2 separate regions of the Pan troglodytes genome follow, and region 2 is linked to region 1. Evidence: chromatin contacts called from public Hi-C data. All regions are on one chromosome and are shown on one strand. The core of a region is the stretch at or near the end of the contact, and the rest is flanking DNA. Distances in the headings are between cores, read along the strand shown. Region 1 has its middle 66 kb from the start of ZNF706. Region 2 holds the start of ZNF706 (zinc finger protein 706).

The links. Hi-C and Micro-C count contacts between places; a contact is called where the count stands out from the background.
Region 2: a contact with region 1 is called in a Hi-C map of blood, with 2.9 times the contacts expected there. The contact joins the promoter of ZNF706 here to the enhancer-like site in region 1. A contact is called at or near these places in 2 of 7 Hi-C or Micro-C datasets (blood and stem cell-derived neural progenitor cells).

Annotation. Positions count from the first base shown.
Region 1 is chr7:111,377,584-111,380,179 of NHGRI_mPanTro3-v2.0_pri, forward strand. No RefSeq gene overlaps it. Among named protein-coding and RNA genes, the nearest start is that of ZNF706, 66 kb to the right of the region's middle. Within about 2 kb of position 1,323, at least 7 of the 24 cell types and tissues checked have an H3K27ac peak or open chromatin away from gene starts, as enhancers often do.
Region 2 is chr7:111,443,218-111,445,813 of NHGRI_mPanTro3-v2.0_pri, forward strand. It overlaps ZNF706 (zinc finger protein 706), which reads right to left and starts at 1,323. Exons shown (of 4, transcript NM_001252527.2): 1 at 1,026-1,323.

The DNA of each region.
Region 1 (2,596 bases), core at 73-2,572:
GTTGAGACGGGGTTTCACCATGCTGGCCAGGCTGGTCTCAAACTCCTGACCTCAAGTGACCTGCCCACCTTGGTCTCACAAAGTACTGGGATTACAGACGTGAACCACCATGCCCAGTCAAAACTGGCTGTTTCTAATAAAGTGAAGCATACACTTACAGGGAAAGCATTCTACTCCTAGGAATATACACAAGATAAATGAACACATACATCCAGAGGAGGCTTTGCACAAGAATGGTCATAGCAGCCTGATTCAAAATAGTAAAAAACTGGAGGCCGGGCGCAGTGGCTCATGCCTGTAATCCCAGCACTTTGAGAGGCCGAGGCGGGCGGATCACAAGGTCAGGAGATCGAGACCATCCTGGCTAACATGGTGAAACCTCGTCTCTACTAAAAATACAAAAAATTAGCCGGGTGTGGTGGCGGGCGCCTGTAGTCCCAGCTACTTGGGAGAGTGAGGCAGGAGAATGGCATGAACCCAGGAGGCGGAGCTTGCAGTGAGCCAAGATCGCACCACTGCACTCCAGCCTGGGCGACAGACAGACTCTGTCTCAAAAACAAACAAACAAGCAAGCAAGCAAACAAACAAACAACTGGAAATAACCCAAGCATTCATCAATAAGGAAATAAATGAACTGTGGTCTGTTTATAAGTGAAATATTGCTGACCATATTTAAGAATGACCACATTTAAGAATGACTTAAGTGATACACACAATCACATGGGCGAATTTCACAGGCAATATGTTGGCCAAACACAGCCACACAGAAAAAGGACATCTTGTGTGATTCTATTTCTATGAAATTCCAGAATAGACGAAGTTAACCCGGCTGTGCCTAGTGACCCCTTTCCAGTGCTACCTGCGGGCTGAGAATGACGCACACAGCTTTTTTGATACCCGGAAGTGAGACAAACTCATAAGATGGGGTAAGGATTTGCATTCACAAATGGTGGAGGGGTCAGTGCGGATACTGCTGGTGGAAAGAATGTCTATAGCCTCAGTAATTTTGGGAAGCTATGTGCAAGGCAGCCCGGGCCAATAAAGGTTTGTGGAACAGCTGGAAAAACACAGAGCTTTCAAAGAACACCAAGGAGGATGCTGCGGCTTCACGCAGAAATCAGATCTGGAAATGTAATGCACACGAAGAGTATGACCCCAGCAGTGACCGTTGCTGTGGCAGGTGGCTTCCTGCCCAGCTGGAGGGAGGAGGGTTGCTGGGGGGAAGTGTGGTAAATCTTTTCCTGTGCTGCGGGCCCTTGTCCTCCAGGCGGCACGGGCCTGGGGTGTTCCTCCCTCTAGTGGTAAGCAAAGCTCCTTCGGGGGCCCTTTTTCGCTTCGTCTGAAACTATGCAAAGAGGGAACAAAACAGGAAGAGGCCTATCAGGTGTCTACGTAAGAACCAACCAAAAGATCAAGACTCCTTCCCACTCCAAGCTGCTGGCGGTAGTGCACAGAATGGCAAAGGCCCTCTGTGATCCTCTAGCGGCAGTGTCTCCCCAGCTTGCCCGTCGGCCCTCCATGGTGCTGCAGCAGTGGCTTTAGCCAGTTGGGAAACCCAGAGATCCAAATTAACTGCTCAGTGTGCAACCAGAGTCTTGTGAAACCTACAGTAAGCTGAATTCAGAAAATGTGCGATGACAAGGCCACAGAGACAGAGCGAAGGGAACAGACTCCTTGGGGACACGGATATGCTCCACAGGGGCCATTTGCTTCCACTGGGAATTATGTTAATCCTGTGCGGGTATTTACTGTGGCTTCTCTCCTCAAATGCACTTCCCTCCAACTGATCAAAAAGTCCCCACTTTCTGGAGGGTTGGGAATGTGGTTTATTGTTCTCAATAATATCCAGTTTTGGATGTGAGGGCGATCTGGCTGAGACATCTGTCACCCCATTGATTGCCAGGGTTGATTCAGCTGCTCTGGCTGGCTAGGCGGGTGTCTCCTTCCTCCCTTGCTGCTCCATGTGCACCCTCCCGAAGCCGCATGCTCAGTGGAAGAGGACGACCATCTCCGATAGAGGACGACTGGCCTTCGGTTAAGGGTATAGAGTAGCTGCGCTCCCCTGCTAGAACCTCCAAACAAGCTCTTGATAATATCCAGTCTTAAAGAAGGATCTGTTACATGTGCTTCAGAACAAGTGGATAAGTACAATTGAAGATTCCATGTATAATTTCAATCATCTTTTAGTTAAAAAAAAATTTAACTGAAAGCATTTCCATAAGAGCTACTCCAACCTGGAGATCACCAAGTAAAACGGAGGAGAAGGGCCAAAAGTTTGAGAAAATGGGTTTCAGTTTGAGCCGAAATACTAAGTAAAGTCCTACCTAAAGCTGACTTTATCCCCAAGTGAAATGGAGAGAAATCAAGAGGGTAACATATGAGATCAGTCAACCGTGGGCATGACAGGGAGTCAGTGAATAAGCAGTTTTAGAGAATCAACAGCCTGCAATTCCATCAAGATAGTTGAGAGAGACCCAGGAATCATCCTAGCAAAGCGACAGCCTCCGTCACTTGCAGTGGCTAAAAGATGCGAAGACAAGACACCATCAAGCCCAAATCTTATTGGTTACAAAAATGGCTGAATCTAATAATGCTG
Region 2 (2,596 bases), core at 73-2,572, 66 kb after region 1:
AAGGAAATGGAATAAAATAAGCTAAATGCATGAGGTAGGCCCCTAACTTCTGACAACACGCCCCATCGATTTCCTTTCTGAAAGCAGAAATTCAAACGAACCAACCACCTGCTTTTGGACAGCTCAACTTAGGACTTGCTCTCAAGCCAACACAATTTTCTACAAAATCGTAGGCAGCTACAACCGCTCCTTGATTAAATGCGACAAACTGGAGGGAAAAAGTCACTTACAAATACCTACATGCTGGTTTTTAATGCAACTCTCAGTGTGGTTTTCCGAGGGGGCTGCAAAGAGGGAAGTAGTGGAAGAAACGAGTTCTAAAATGAGGCGCTCTCGTAGGAGGCAACAAGTAAGCTCTGCCCCAAAGCTCCTTTTAAAACCAACACAAATGAGTAACAGAAGAAAAGGATTTTGGGTCCAGGAAGTAGGCTCATTCTCCATAACCATCGGAAAGGAAGAGGCCCAGGCAGCGCTCCACATCCTGACCCTAGCTTTTAACACCATCGTTTTGGGGAGAGGAGAGGAGGAACGCACCCAGAGTGAGGTCTCCACCCAACACTTCTCCGACCCCAGCTTCAGCCTGGCGCACCTTCCTTCCCAAACCCGCCTCTCCCGCCTCGGAGACCCCCTCCTCCTCCCTGCCACCAAAGGCCACGCAGCCCCCATCTAGCCAGTCCTCACGGACCCTGGACCAAGACGCGCCTCCTGGAGGCCGAGACTGCCCGAAACCCGGCCCCTGCGTCCACCGGGAGCGCCACACTCTGGCAGCCGACCGGCGGTTGTCGCCGGGGGTAAGGTTACCGCTCCGCTTCCGCGGCTGGCCTGCGACCCGGCCACCTGCAGGGCCTGGCAGGCGCCCGAACTCACCCCCTTTCCGCGGCCCGCCCCGGGCCGGGCCCTGCCGCCCCCCGCGACCCCTCGCGACCCGCGGCGAGTCCCACGGTCCCCACCGCCCCCCGCTGGCCGGCCCCCGCCCCGTTTCCCGGGCGTCCCGCGGCGTCAGCACCGCCCCCGCTGCCGCTCACCCGGGCCGGGACAGTCTTGCGTCGGAGAGACAGTGCAGCGCGAGAGGGCCGGGAGAGGACGCCGGAGGGAAAGGAAGGGGGAGCGCGGCCAGCACCGCTTGGGCCTCCTCCACCCGCTCAGGAGGGGAAACACGAGAGCCGGGAGCACAACAACCTCGCACGCCCGCCGCCGCCGCGCGCCCGCCGCCGCCTCAGCCTTAGGGGAGGCCACTACGCCTCGTGCCCGCGCACGCCGCGCCGCTCTCCTCGGCGCCCCCGCCCCGCCTGCTCCTCGCAGCCCCGCCCATGTGCCTTTCTGCGGCTGCCTCCTTCTGGCCCCCACCCCGCTCGCACGCCTGCGCCCTGGCTGGTCGCGCGGGCCAATGGCAGCGCGCCCCTATTACATAAGCGCGAGGGGGCGGGTCCTGGCTGACACAAACTTCAGGGGACGTCGCCTTCTGTCCCCAGGCGCCCCTCCTCTGCGGCGCGCTCGGTCCGGGCGGCTTCTTCACCCAGCCCTGGGAGCCACGTGATCCCGGTCCTGGTTGGTGACCGGGCCGCGGCGTGTTTCACAAGTCGCTCGCTCGCTCATCCACTCGGGCGGCGGCCGGGCCTCAGGCGCTGCGCCCCTTTTCCCGCTCCTCCCAGGCTGACGCGCCCGTCTCGGCGCCGCCCTCCTCGGCACCGACTGAGGCGCTGGCCCGGGAGCGGATCGCGGGGCCGCGGTGGCTGAGTCACATTCCCGGAGCCCCGCCACCCAGGACACCGCGGCCCCGGCCCCCAGCGAGCCCGGCGGCCCAGCGGCTCTGAACGCGGACGCACAGCCTTTGTTCTTTCACAGCCGCCCTTTACCTCACTCCCTTGGAAACCCCAGGTGTTTTACCAAGCTGGGGGCTTTTAGTGAGTTCAAGATTCAAGCCTAAGTCGTATTAAAAATTGCTGGCTAGGCCGGGCGCGGTGGCTCACGCCTGTAATCTCAGCGCTTTGGGAGCCCAAGGCAGGAGGATCACTTGAGCCCAGGAGTTCCAGACCAGCCTGAGTACATAGCGAGACCCACGTCTCCACAAAAATAAAATAAAATAAAATAAATAGTGGAGCATGGTGGCCCGCGCCTGTAGTCCCAGCTACTCGGGAGGCTGAGGTGGGAGAATCGCTTGAGGCCAGGAGGTGAAGGTTGCGGTAAGCCGAGATCGCGCCATTGCACTCCATCCTGGGCGACTGAGTGAGACCCTGCCTAAAAAAACAAAACAAAAAAAGAAAAAAAAATTGCTGGCCAGGCTTCCCAGAGGGGTTTAGTTTGACTGCTAACAATATACGGTACTGAGTTGCTAATCCTTCGGGGAATGGTTAAAGTTCTTTGCGCGCGCTCTCTCTCCATTTACAGGCAGTGGCAGCAAACTTTCAATATCTGACAAGAGCAATGGCGATTATAACCATGATTAAAATTGCTGAATATCTGGAAACAGTACTTTAGACATCAGCTTTATGGTGCATACTTACCCCCGACCCCCGCCACATTCGTTTCTAATTAGAACTACTAGTGACAAAGGAGGAAAAAAAAAAGGGTTTGCATTGGCTGTTCTCACCTTGCC